Regions from separate parts of the Mus musculus genome. Here region 1 is linked to region 2. A link is a contact called in public Hi-C data. All regions are on one chromosome and are shown on one strand. Each heading gives the region's core, a stretch centred on a gene start, on an enhancer-like site or on the middle of the called end of the contact. The rest is flanking DNA. Distances are from core to core; before and after follow the strand shown. Region 1 holds the start of Sox5os4 (a long non-coding RNA gene). Region 2 has its middle 31 kb from the start of Sox5os3.

Region 1 (7,850 bases), core at 1,022-3,521, 120 kb before region 2:
TCTTCAGAAAACATTGGTTGCTTTGGATTTCTTGGAAGGAGGAGAATAAATAGAGCACGGTTACTGCTTTTCATTACAGGGGAGAATGAGATGGCAAGTGGCGGATACTTAATGTCTTAATAAGGATACGGCGATCATGGCTGGGTCCCTAGGGAAACCTAACTGTGTAATATTAAATATAGTCCCTAAGTTAAAAGGCAGAAACCTTGTTATGTTGCACAATGTTATTTTAAATAAATAATAATTAAGATTTTAAAAACTATTACACACATGATTTTTTTCCATTTTTTGGCTTAAGAACCCATACAGTCTCACAAAAAAGATGGATATGGGCAACTATTTGGAATTAATGATAATCAATTTAACATAAGTAATGTTGTATTTGAACCATCGTAACTCTCCCACTGAGCTACATGCCAGCCCAACCTACGATTCATCTCAACTATTGGTTACTCATTCAAATCAGTTTTACTGGGAGTCAATTCTTTCATATATATATATATATATAGCATTTCTGTCATTATAAATTTGGTAATGAAAAGTTTGGAGCTGAGACAAAAGGATGGACCATCTAGAGACTGCCATATCCAGAAATCCATCCCATAATTAGCCTCCAAACGCTGACACCATTGCATACACTAGCAAGATTTTGCTGAAAGGACCCTGATATAGCTGTCTCTTGTGAGACTAGGCCGGGGCCTAGCAAACACATAAGTAGATGCTCACAGTCAGTTATTGGATGGAGCACAGGGCCCCCAATGGAGGAGCTAGAGAAAGTATCCAAGGAGCTAAAGAGATCTGCAACCCTGTAGGTGCAACATTATGAACTAACCAGTACCCCGGAGCTCTTGACTCTAGCTGCATATGTATCAAAAGATGGCCTAGTCGGCCATCACTGGAAAGAGAGGCCCATTGGACATGCAAACTTTATATGCCCCAGTACAGGGGAACACCAGGGCCAAGAAGTGGGAATGGGTGGGTAGGGAAGTGGGGGGGGGAATGTATGGGGGACTTTTGGGATAGCATTGGAAATGTAATTGAGGAAAATACATAATAATAAAAAATATTTTAAAAAAAGAGCGGAGCACTTCACAGTCACTCATTATAAATTGGTGAAAAAAAAACTTTCATTAAAAAAAAATTGGTAATGAAGTTACAACAGTGAGAAAAGAAGGCTTGGGTACTCCATCAGGAAGCTTATAATCCAGTGAGAAAAATGAAGTTCTCACAGCTCCTGACGGTGGCACATACAGAGTGCTTTCCTTTCTGGTATAATGAACTGGTGGAGACACTTGTCGCTTAGAAACCATAGAAGTGCAAAGTGTGTGGCATGTGAGTGTGGGCATGTGACGCTTCAACTGATATCTGTCATTGTTTATCAGTGGATTGATATCAAGCTTCCCAGTGTCAGGTACGGCTCTCTTGGACCAGGATGTATACACACACACACACACGTTCATTTTTGTTCCCAAGTTATTATAAATGGCAGAAAAGCTTAAAGGCATTTGATAAGAGATTTAAAATTCACAAATTGCTAGTTTTAAAGAAACATCATCCAAATTTCTGAAGTTATATGATGCCATTGAGGTTTTTGAAGTTTCTTAAAAACATGTTCTATCCTGTCCAAAGAAATCAGTTTGGTCCCAGGAAACGTTCATTCTGATCTGATAGTTCATGACGCATTTCCATGTTTAATTAAGGCATGGAATCAGTCACAATCAATGCTCTAAATGGACTTGGGGGTTACCGACAGCTCAGTGGTGAGAACCGCAGCTGGAAGAGGCCGGCATGGGTTGTTCCAAGTGGTGGATCACCTTCCAGGGAGGACAGAGGGCAGCAAGGGCTTTGGGGGTTTGTGGCTGGCCGCATGCATCTTCAAAGCTACATGTGGGATGCACACAACCTGTTGGGAGGAGATACAAGGTAGTTGTACATACTTAGGAAATTCCAGAACTTTTTCCCAAGAAAAAGAGTTTGGGGCTGTCGTAAGGAGTAGAAAATTCAAGCTACCTACGTAAGACCACATGGAAGGTGAGGGCAGAGAATCCCTGACAGGCGGCTCTGAAGCAGGTTGAAGCTTGGAATATCGGCCACGGAGTTGGCTCCGAGGGTGGAGCTGCAAGATCAGAGAGCAGAGCCCTGGAAGTTGCCCTCTGACCCCCATGCTTTCGCTGTGGCAAGCATGTCTCCTCACCGGAAACAGTGCCCTGAAAAGCTTGGGCTGTGTAGAAACTAACAGGTCACTGTGACTGCAGAAAAGAAAGGCAGTGTTTGTGTGGGAGGAGATTGGTAGGCAGGGGCTGTCTCATGTAGGACCTTGTGGAGTTGGTTTTTTTGTTTGTTTGTTTTGTTTTGTTTTGTTTTTATTTGTTTCTCCCAGTAATAGAAGCAAGGACAAGGAAGTAACAGAGAAAAGGTTGTGATTTTAAAACATCCTCTGGGTCTGGGGGTAGCGCTCAGCCTGTAACACGCTGGCTGTGTAAGCCTGGAGGGCCTGGGGTCCACTTCCAACATGCATGTGAAACTCTGGGTGTGTCCTGCACGGACATACAGCCATGTATGTTTAAGCAGCACTGATTAAACTCAGGATTGTTAGTGACTACAGCTGAAGTTGGGAGGGGGACAGAGTTGGGGACACTAGGATGAACTGGGTGGAAGCAGTGGAGGATGGAAAGGGTCAGAATATGAGTACTTCAGAGAGTAAAATGCAAAATATTATTTTTTAATAAAAGCAGGGTGTGGTGGCACACTTATAATTCCAGTTCTAGTTCTCTCTCTCTCTCTTTCTCTCTCTGTCTCTTTCTCTGTTTCTCTCTGTCTCTGTCTCTCTTTCCTTCTCTCTCTCTTTGTGTGTGTGTATGTGTAAGACTCTGTCTCAAATAATACATGGGTGACTCCTGAGGTCCTGAGGAAGGATACCAAAGACTGTCCTCACACATTCTACATATAAACCCCTCCCGGCACAAACACATAGACGTATCTCACACACACACACACACACACACACACACACACACACACACGTACACACACATACACACACACACATACACACACACACATACACACACACATACACACACACACATACACACACACATACGCACACATGCACACACACACACATACACACACACATACACACACACATACACACATACACACATACACACACATACACACACATACACACACACATACACACACATACACACACACATACACACACACATACACACATATACACACACACAGAGAGAGAGAGAGAGAGAGAGAGAGAGAGAGACAGACACAGAGAGGGGGCAGGGAGGGAGGAGAGATCATTGAAGCTGTTGTCTGTAGAAGGGGACAGAGGCCTTTCAGTCACAGTCACGTGGTAGTCAGTGAGAAGTCATCACCTCCACCCCTCTCTGGAGTTTAGCAGATCTTGGAGCAAAGGAAGAATCAACAGTTTCAAAGTCTGGTCCCTGTCACCCGGAAGACCCAAGTGCGGCAAACCGGCCTTCTGTTTCTTTCTTTTGCTTGACTTGTATGGGAACCACGCTCTCAAAACAACAGGAAAAATGAACCGTCCTCTTAAGTTTGTACCGTGCAATCGACTTTCCCGAGTAAGGACAAGAAAAGCGTTTATCACGTCGAACCTAAAAATTAACCATGAAGCTGCTTCTTGACTTGTGAACCACGTGTAACAAAGAGATGCTTTATTGCGATTTCATCAATAATTCAAGTGCAACTTAGAGGAAAGTAGGGCATGGTGAGGAAGAGAGAGAACTTGTTCCATAATTGAGTCAATTAAATATTATGGAGCCTCGGAGCCCCACTGTCGTGGTTCCAGTGGTGAAACAACTTTCGTCAGAATGAGGAGCCTGACACGAAGTGAGACCTCCAGATCAGGAGGCAGTGACGTGCTCATGTCAAAGGTCAATGGGAAGAGCGACCCTTTGATCCGGCACAGCCGTGGAGGCCCTGCCTCTTGAAAGGTACTCCCACTGTTGGAGCTTTGGTGGCTTGTCAATGCTGTGTGGTAATAACTCAGGCTATTTTGGAGCTGCGCATACATTAGCGGTCTGCTACGGTGTGATACAATAACACGTGAGAAGTCTCTCCGATCACACCTTGTTTAAATTTGCAGTTTCTGTGCATAATCCGACCATAAGCTCCTGTCAGATTCTGACTACGTACAGGAGGAAAAATAAAACCCCAAAACACAAACCAATATCTACGAAGCCTCCAGTTTGAAGTTGCGTGTAAATATCTGTGAAGATAAGGTTTATTTTCTTTTTTAAAAAATTATACTTTTTTTGAAAACTATAAATGTTAAATCAATTTCATGTGATATACAGTAGTTTCCAAATCAACCTGAGGTTAATTTCATTGTGTTACAACGCACAGAGAGCTGGTTAGAAGCTTTGTGTCTGCTCTGTTTGATTCAGCAGACTTAAGTAAAAACACAGTTTAATTCTTTCAGGTAATACACTATCATTTATGTCTTCATGCTTTTTTAAAAGATTATCACTTGGAGTAGTAAGGCCCTTGTTCCAACAATAATACCCTGTTCCAAATATTCTGGAAAACCTCTCTCTCTCTCTCTCTCTCTCTCTCTCTCTCTCTCTCTCTTGGGTTGTCTTTGGAATCAGTTGTAAACCTAGCTTTAGAATTTTTATTTTGTTTCAAATCACATGTTAAACCAAGACTAATCATCCCCCCACCCCAGTCTCTGTGTGTGTGTGTGCATGTGTGTGTGTTTGTGCGTGTGTGTGTGTGCATGCGTGTGTGTGTGTGTGTGCACGCTTGTGTGTGCCTGTGCGTGTGTGTGTGTGCGCGCGCACGCGTGTGCACATGCGTGTACAAGTACATGGCCACATGTGTACAAACTTGGAAAGCCGTCTCAGGACAGGCTAACAGCACTATGAGTCACAGCTCAGCTTTGAGTGGTGCTCTAAGGAGACTGCTCTAGATGGGAAGTACCTTTGCATTTAGATTACTGAGTACACGTGCTCTAAAACCGGTTCAATTACTCTTTACTGACACGGTATATTAGTTTTTTACAACATATACAAAAAGTGCAAATATCTCTTTTGGAATGTAAAGCCAAAATACCCTACATAATTAGCAGCATATTTCATTATTAAGACAATTAAAGGATTACGAAACTACCACGCTAATCGTATGTTGGCAGATCCTTCAAATTAATGCCCTTACCTGGAAACACTACTGAATGATTTTGTTTTATTTAAATGCAGCCATTTACCGTCTGACCTGTGAGTATTTCATTAGCGTCTGACACGATTTATACTAATTTTCATGTCGTTTGAAGGCCACAGCACTTACAGTTTTCATTTCAGGTGACCTCTTCCTACATAAATAATTGACCTAGTTTTCAAAAGTACTAATGGCTGTTTCCTTAAGCGCCCCAAAGAAACCAGAGCATTTCACATGCACGGATGGTAGAGGAATGGGTTCCAAATATGTTCACAATTTAAGAAACCTGGGGACATTCAATATTTATCTCTTGACTGATTTATGCCCTGAGTGAAAACAAAATGGATAAGTTAATGAGCAGTTATGTAGCACTTTGCGTGGATCTAAGTAATGAGCAATTATGGAGAGCTTGGCCATCTCCACATTTTGAACAACAATGTTGCTTTTTTTTTTTGTACATATGTAGAAAACAAAAGATGCCTTGCCTAGACCAGCTATGCTGAGTAGTTGTTATTTTTCCAAGCCTGAGAATTAGACTGAGTTCCACACAGCAACAGGGAGAGAGAGCATTAAACTGCACCTTTGTTGCTGGCTCTTTTCTGAGCTCGTGTTGCCTATGTCTTCCTGCATTAGGCCATAGCACGGGGGATGAAATATCCATTTTGTAAGGACACAGCTGGTAGGGCAGGGAGATAGCTCAGTGGCTAAGAGTGCTTGCTAGACAGGCATGAAACCTGGAGACTGAAGTCTCAGAACCTTAAAAGGCAAGCATGGCTGCATAGACTGGAGGTCCCGGGACTGGAGGCAGAGCCAGGTAGACTTTGAGAGCTCTGCAGCCAGGGAGTCTGAAAAGGTGGACTTTAGGTTCTACCGCTGTAAAGGTGAGAGGCCCCGCTGTAAAGGGCTGAGTGGAGAGCAACAGAGGAAGAGATCATGGCCTGCTCTGGCCTCTGTGTAGGTGATGAGTGCACATATCCGTATATTCATGGACCTGGAACACAGGGACACACACACATGTGGGACACACACATGCACACACAGAGATGCCTGCACACTCTCTGAAAACTGGTAGATTTTTAAGGACACCAAGTGTTTGCATCTGATGAACGCAATCACCCTGTGCACCGTCTCTCACCACAGCACACTCATCTATCGGAGACAATAACGACTCCTTGTTTAACACGGTATGTAATTTGTATAGAGTAATTTGTGCCATATCGATTCTTTTCCTGGTTAACTAATTGTGTTAACATTTCTTTCTTTCTTTCCCTCCTGGCTTCCTACACCTTAATGGATTTCCTTTCGCTGAACCAATGTGTCCTTGACTTTCCTGAAGTATTTTAAATGAGGAGTTTATCCAGGGTCGGTTTCTAGACCAGTAGCTGCTTCGCTCCTTAAGCAGCTTGGTGTCTGGGAATGAAGTTAGGCGCTGTTTCAGTTTTGCTAGGTTAGTTCTTCCTGAATGGGGAAAAGAGTTTCCAAGGACTAGATCAAGGTGAATCCTTCCTGGATCTTTATTTCCTGCCCCAAGGTTTGAAACACAGCTGACAAACTCCATTGAAGGCATGTACATTTCTTTCTTAAAAATACATTTCTGACAGTATCTATTAATTTTACACAGTAAACTCTGCCTTATAATACATTTCCATCTTACCCAACTCCTTGCTCTTCTCTTGTCCCCCATCCCTCTTAACTCCTTGTGGAATATTTCATTCCTAAAATCTCTAACAGACTATAAATAAAATCCCAGCAGCCACCCCATCCCCCATCAATACACTTTCAGCTAGAAAGGCTGCTTTATAAATATGCCAGAAGCTAGAAGTTTGGGTCTGGTGCAAGTGAGGCTAATAACTAATGTTTATGTAATCATGACAAACATTTGCCCTTGACAGTGGTGGGTGGAAAACTCTGCTCCCTAAAAGGCTATAAGTGTGAAAAACAAAAAGGGGTTTCTCTCTCTCTCTCTCTCTCTCTCTCTCTCTCTCTCTCTCTCTCTCTGTGTGTGTGTGTGTGTGTGTGTGAGAGAGAGAGAGAGAGAGAGAGAGAGAGAGAGAGAGAGATACTGAGTAATACCCACATCTGGCAGAGGGCTGAGGAACTGGAATTAGCTGCTGGAAAGCCTGGGACAAAGTGTTCTCATCTGACCAGCAAACTTAGCTGTGGACTTGAACTGGAATCTTCAGGGGCAGAAACCCCTTAAGTGCCTGGAAAATTGGCCCGTTGAGTCACCGTGAAGGCACTGGAACAAAACTAATTTTAAGCAGGTCAGAGTTCAGCGATTCCCTCTGGAATTCAAACTTTTAAAAAAGAGTCTCATGTTTAAGTGAAAAGGGTCAAAGTTGAGGCCCTGTTGCAATGTTTTGAATGCTTTCCCTTCAGAACAAGCAGCCCAGACTGGGGATCAGCCTGAGGAACTGCAAGTCTGGCACTTGGGCATCTGGGTTAAAACTATTTTTAAGCAGCCCAGTGCGGAGAGGTCCTCAGTTGTCTCTATTCAAAACTGTGTGCTCAGGGCGGTAACTGCGATGTTATTTAGGGCGCTGTATGCCTGGTGGCTTTGTAGAATATTGCTTCCTGCTAATGTTCCATTGGAGCATGGTATGATAGTAGTAATTTTAGAAGGTGGCATTCCTGTTCGGCTTACATCG
Region 2 (6,907 bases), core at 48-2,547:
AAGAACCACCCCATGTCCTTCCCCTTCCTTTTTGTTTTTAATTTAATAGCCATCCACTCCAACTTACACTGCCAATATACTTCTGGACGTGGGGCCAGTCAATGGAACATGGTAGGCCTAACAGGACCCACACCCTTAAAGAAAACAGCTCTCCCGTCCCAGCAGCCAGCAATGTCCGCAGATCTTCAGTTAGGAGTAGGGATCCAAGGGCCCCCTGCAGTTCTAGCATGGAACTGCAGCTAGCATCTACTGGCTTGCTCTTCTTGTGCAACAGCCACAGCTGCTGTGAGACCCTGAGTACAGCTGCCTGCTCACATCCAGAGGACGATGTTTTGCTCTGGTCCTCCCTGACCTCCAGCTATTTCAGTCTTTCTGTCTCCTCAGATGGTCCCTGAGCCTTGGTGGAGGCCCTGTGCTGGCTAAGCACCCCCACCCACCCACAGCACATCACACACACACACACACACACACACACACACACACACACACACCACATACTCAGTCATTCTCTATACTTCCGTGAATTGTGAGTCTCTGCAGTAATCACCACCATCTGCTACACAAACAGGTTTCCCTGATGGGGCCAGAGAGCTACCCTGTATAGTATAGGGATATGAATGTAGAGAGCAGTTTGATACCATGTCCACTTAGCAAAATGACAGTAGTACGCTCACCTCTGGGTCTGTCATTGATTTTTTTTTCTCAATTCAAATTTCACATATGAAAATATGACAAGCAGTAATTTCAATCTCAGCAATGTTACTCATGGAATAGATGAACATTCCAGTAGCAAGCATCAGTCTTGTCTGCGTTTCTACCCCTTCATTAAGCCATCTTCTGACAAACTGTGGCACGCGTATGATCTGTGTGATTAGATGTTATCCTGATGCATGTCTCACTTTGTTTACTTTGTTATAAATACAATAATATAGAGGGATGTGCTGGCAGAGTCATACCGGCGGGCTTATCTCTTTCGGACCCTGCACAATCCAGAAGACAGACCGTGTGACCAGACTCCAGTTTTCAGTTGGAGGGCGATGTACTCACGTATAATAGCAAATGCATGGTTATGTGTGTGCATGCACGTACGTACTTACATATATACACATACATGAGCATCACATGCATGCGTATTTTCACTTAGGTAAAGTAACTTGCTCAGGTTCTAGCGTAGAGTAAATAAACCATTCTTTGTTATTTCCATTGCAGAAGCTTTTACAGAACTCTGCCATCTCATTTCCACCTGAGGGGGGAAAAAGAAGCTGACTTTTAATCATTAACTCACTGAGAGCCAGGCCGGCAATATTTGTCTGTCACATGGCATACCATGTCCTAGTAACTTGACACACACTGTCTTGCTGTTCCTTGTCACTATGTGGATAAAGCACAGAATGGTCGCATTTTCCTTGAGGCCACACAGCTAGGAATTCATAGCATTTATGTTTAAACCTTGGTAGCCTTCCAATGTCCTGTGCCGTGGCTACAATTCAAAGTGGCACTTTCCCACGGGCTTCCCAATGTGTTTGGAAGGGTGGCTTGCTTAATAACAGTCTTAATACCTGATGAGCAAACTCGTTGTTTATTTGTTTTTTAAAGAGCAAATTTGATCATCCATCCTGGCAACGAAGCAGCCTTCTCTTTTCTTGCTATGTCTGATTTTCACGCTGACTTTTGAAAAGTGGACTTGAGGCTTGGTGAAACAGGAGTGTGTATCTCAGAGACATGGAGTGGAAGATTGATGCCTGGAATGAATGTTCTAGGATTGTTCGGATCAGTCAGAAGGATTAGTCATAGTTTGGTTATAAAATCAAGAGTTTTGCCTCTTCTGATAATAGTCATCAAATTTACATGAGTTTGCGTTAAAGGGTTTCATGTGCAGTGTTCCAACAGATAACCAACACACAGCTTTCCCCTCTTTCTCAACCTGAAAGATCACTTTTAACTCACCCTGAAGAAGTCTGGGCTGCAGAGCAGGGTTTGGGAGGTCTGTTAGCTCATACCTCAGTCATTCGTCTTTCAGTCTAGTCCCAAGTCTCCACAGCCAGCATCAAAAGGCCTGAAAAATCAATATTTGGGTTCTGAGCCTTCTGCATGGGGGTGGGTGGGCACTGCGACCCACCTTTTTAATTTGCCCCCTGATGTTTTTCTCTAGTTTCTTTTCCTCGCCTCTTCCTGAACTAGGAAAGGCAGGGATGTTTTATCAAGCCCCGGTGGCCACTTCCACCAGCGTGCATCCCTGCCTGTTAGTCTTTTACTGTTACACACATTCACACCTCATGTATTTTGCTCTAAAACAGAACATCTGAGTTGATTCTGCGCTTGCAAAGACCTCAGAGAGATGGAAGATGGATTTAATGTTGCTGTTTTTAGATGGGGCTGTAAATAGGATGGCAGCTGTCCTTGGATGCATAGCTCATATACGGTACACACGCTGAATAGACGCAGATGAAAGATTGCACCCAATTAATCCTCACAAAAACCCTACATCTCAGCCATCAAAAACCTTAACCATAGTGTATGTATTTATTCTATACCCCCACAGATGTAATCTCACACTTTGAAGGGGACTCGTAAAGAGAGTGGAGATGTCTACCATCCCCAGGAGGGTTCAAGTGACCTTTTAAATCCTGCAGACAATTCAAATCTATGTACATGAATGATCTATCAATATTGGTTAGGCACACTTCTTTACGATGCAGGGTCAAGAGGTTGCTCTTTATAGGAACTGTTCCTTTGCTGGAACAGGCTGAAGCAGAAAGTTCCTGTGAAAGTCAGAACGTGGCAGTCACAGCACAAGAGCCCCCCAGAAGGTTCCCATTGAGTAGCAGTTGAGGATTTCTGTGACAACCGTCTCAAGTACATTGCTAACAGGATAGGCATGGTAGGTAACCAACTGTCCAGGAGCTTTCCCCAGATACTGCTGGCTGGGGAGATAACGTAGTCAGTAGTAGCCTGTGTGTCCTGCAAGCATGAGGTCAGCTCCCTAGCACTCACTCATAACCCCACAGCAGCTGGTTATAAATATGCATGCCTGCAATCCCAGCTGTGGAGGCAGAGGCAGGAGAACACTTGGGAACTTGCTGATCTTGCCAAACTGGTGAAATCTGAGTTCAGTGTGAGAGGCTTTGCCCCAAGAAATCAAGTGGGACGTTGACTAAGGAAGGCATTCAACAGTGACTTCTGGCCTCTGCCTGCTCACACACACACATGTATCCGCACATACCTGCAGGCCTCTCTCTCTGCGTGAAGAAGTGGTGGCTTATAAATATTTGAATGTGAAAATTCAATGTATAAAATTAAATCATGCATTTAATCATTGTGTACATAGGTGGTTTTAAAGTTCAGGCAGTAACAGAGGACGACAAATCAACTGCCCTGGAGGACACTGGGTCCTGCGGGAAGGCTTCCTGAAAGTGCTAATGACTTCCAGGGAAGCTGAGTAAGCGTTTCATTTCATAAGCGCTGAGGGGAATGGATCATGACCATGGGGGAGATAAGAACATCGATGGAAGAGGGACTTCACAGCCAGAGATAACATGGCGTGAGGCACTGTGGGATGGGGACACATGGAATAGGCTAGGGTTACCATTCTCCTACATATTTTCTATGTGTGAAGGAAGGCTGTTTGGAGCCTCCAGTAAGGGGGAGGCTGGGAAAAGCAAGTAAATTATGGAGAGAATTTCACTTTTACGCCTCTAACCGCAGTTTGCTTTGTTTCTGGGACATCCCCGGCGTTAAATCCTGACTCTGGTCCTTTGCTATCTTGTGATCTTAAGCAATCTTCTAAACCTTTCAGACTATCTTCTTCAGACACCGTGAGTTCTGATGTTTACCATGAGGCAGTGCATGGGCCAGACATGGTGACACACTACTCTAAGCCTAACCCTGGATGAACAGAGAACCCTGCTGTGCCAGGCTAGCTGGGTCAACATGGTGAGATTCAGAGAAATGTGGCCACATGGTGAGACCGAGTTTCAGAAAACAAGTGAATCGCTGTAAGAGATCCCTGAGTGGCACACGGCTACACGATATGTGGCACACAGCCATCCACGTGTGTGGCACACAGTTACCTGATGTGTGGCACACGGCTGCCCTGTGTGTGGCTCATGGCCAGCCACCCAGTGTATAATTGAGAGATAGTCATTTACTCATCTTCATCTGTGTCTTCTTGGCCACTGTTTGATAGCGTCACCTTAGTGTCTGCCTTAGTCTGCATGAAGCTGAAACCTAGAGGGCTGCCCGGGAGACTCAGGAGCTCTGGGCCAGGGTTTGGAGACCTGGGTTTTAGTTCCCATTGCATGGTGACTTCAAGTGTTCACTGTCAATTCAGCCCTCTCTCAAAGGGAAGACTGGGGGATGAAAGTCCGTGTGACTCACAGCCTTGTCATTCAGCCCCATGTCTCATGGGCAGCCCAGTGACCTGAAAGTGCTAACTTAGATAGCTGAGTTCCAGTAAAGGCTGACTAAACCAGATATTTTCTGTTCTGGTGAAATGTGATTTGTAACACCTAAACTCATTTTAAAGAGCTGTGCTTGCCCCATGTTTGCAGAAAATGGCAAAACTCAGAGCAAGTAATGCATTGGAATTCATGAAATATGCTAGGCCTGTGGTCTCATATCTGTTATCCCTGCCTTTCAGAGGCTGAGATAGGAGGACCACCATAAGTTTGGGCCAGTTTAGGCTACACAGTAAGAGGCTAGTCTGAGTTAGTGACAGAAACCTCATCTCAAAACAACAAACAGCAATAGCAAGAGGAAAACCCACGAAAGAAGAAAGAAAGGATAAACTGACAAAGGCAGTGACTGGCAGCTTTGAGCTCGCCCACGGGCTAGAAGAGCAGGTTGTGCAGTGTGTTCTCCCATGGCTGTGGACCTCAAAGCTCTGATGGGGCTCAAAGCATGAAGATGCAGTCGGTCAAATCATCTAGAGAGGTGCACATGAAACATACTTGCTCAGAACACTCTCTAAATGTGGAGGGGTTCACACCCAGGTGCTGTTGGCAGGGTCATTGGGTCTAGGACAGTTAACTATAGAATCCAGACCACAGCTCTTTGATGTGTCTCCTCCAAAGACACAATGTAACTACTATTTCTCTAAAGGTTTTTTCTCATTATCATTTTGAAGTGAGCAGCTATGGCCCTGTAGGATCTTGATGTACCCTCCCTTCTGTCTCCTGTTTTGTTTTCACCTGTTAATCTTGTAACCAGCCACTTCCCACATGGATTACCTTGTAATTGAAACTGTAAAAGCCCATGGCAGGTAACCCTATGGCTGGCAGATGGTCCCCCTGGTGTGTCAGCTGTCTCAGAGGCATTAAAAAAGAACTACAATGTGGTGAGAGAGAGAGAGAGAGAGAGAGAGAGAGAGAGAGAGAGAGAGAGAGAGAGAGAGAGAATCAGAAACAACAAAAAGATAAAACAACCCTCCCCACGCACACACACACACACACACACAAAAAAACCCAGATTCTATAACTCGAAATTTAACAGAATGTATTTGCTAACACTTTCCAAGCTGCCTCAAGACCCAAATTCATGTAGAGAGCATTTTCTGTGGAGCATGAAGGGAGTGAAGTGGGGTGGGTGGGATGAGCATTGGGAAGCCAGCAGAGGGAGGGTGCTGCCACAGGCTTCCAGAAGCTCAGCTTCAAGTTGGTCTTTTGGTGGACTTCTCCTGTGGGGGTGGAGAGCTGAGCAGACATCCCCTCCAGCTGTTGGTTGGTTTAGCTCATTCTTACGGCAGCCCAAAGGGGAGAAATGCTTGTTCAAACAGTAGATATTCCATAAAAGCTAACAATTATGGCAGGGTCTTTCAAAAGGGAAATTACATTAAAGATGAATGAGGGCATATTGAAATAATTACGTTTTTAAGGTGTGTAACATTAAAAGATATTGAATAGAATATCGACTGTTTTGTGGAAATAGCAATAATGAGATTCCTGTCACCTAATCTTACAATAATTGGGTTATTATTATGCAAATGAAGGTGTTACTTTGTAAAAAAAAGCAACAGAGCCAGGCAAATCCTTCAGGCAGCCCTTTATTCTGCAAGCTGGGCTGTCACTTCTTAGATGGAAGACCCTCTTCTCACCCACTTGGAGACACTCATTTTATGATTTGCTCTTCATTTATACCATGATATTTTTCCTCTGCCACAGGTAGCAGATTGGTGGCTGGTGGTGTAGTGTGTGCATGCCCGTGTTAGCTTAGGTGGAACCCAAAGGAATAATTAAATTGTATAATTATTGCCTACTGTCGTCTCTCAAAAATGAAATGGAATCACTTCTCCCGCCAAGGACACATGCTGCAGCCTTATCTCCCCCCTGCACATGCTCTGTCTCTGTTGTGTGATGTCAGGTGGCGGCTGGGTGACACAGGAGCCAACAGGTCATGTTGGGCCAGTAGACCTCCAAGGACACAGTTGTCCAACTATTGTGACTGGGACAGTGAGTCTATTAGTCATGCTGAGATCACCAGCTGGCTTTGTTAGGCTCCCATGGCACCCATCAGACGAGGAGAAAAGATGGAGCACTTATCCTACTGGTTCAGGACCCAGGGAAATCTGTGTGGTAGCAAGGAATGGTTTTTCACACCACTGATGGCCCAGGCATTGGGCAAAGGGAGGTTTTGTTCCCTGGAAATGTATGTCCTTACAATGCCTGCCGTAGGGAATGTCATGTTTCCAAAGAGTGACACAGAATTTTGCCTTATACATTCTCCAGCTTTCCTACATAGAGAAAATGCCAGGACCAGGTAGAGGCTGATCCTTACTGACATCTCATGATGGAGGGGTTTTTTTTTTTTTTTTTGATTGAATACTCTAGATTAATCATGGCCAAGCAGTTTTGAGCAAAGCACAAAAGACAAATTTCACTCACCTGGTACTTTTGGTCCCAAGGATTAGGAG

What was found. Hi-C and Micro-C count contacts between places; a contact is called where the count stands out from the background.
Region 1: a Hi-C map of liver shows a contact between it and region 2, with 3 times the contacts expected there. The contact joins the promoter of Sox5os4 here to the enhancer-like site in region 2. A contact is called at or near these places in 14 of 484 Hi-C or Micro-C datasets (B cells, CD4 T cells, the HL-1 cell line and 5 more) and 2 of 115 datasets of contacts at active chromatin or transcription factors (double positive thymocytes and liver).

What each region holds. Positions count from the first base shown.
Region 1 is chr6:144,753,722-144,761,571 of GRCm38.p6, reverse strand. It overlaps Sox5os4 (a long non-coding RNA gene), which reads right to left and starts at 2,271. Exons shown (of 2, transcript XR_378133.3): 1 at 2,011-2,271; 2 at 1,501-1,903. It also overlaps a transcript of Sox5 not described here.
Region 2 is chr6:144,638,226-144,645,132 of GRCm38.p6, reverse strand. It overlaps a transcript of Sox5 not described here. Among named protein-coding and RNA genes, the nearest start is that of Sox5os3, 31 kb to the left of the region's middle. Within about 2 kb of position 1,297, at least 15 of the 459 cell types and tissues checked have an H3K27ac peak or open chromatin away from gene starts, as enhancers often do. A contact at or near this core is called in liver, where this site is marked.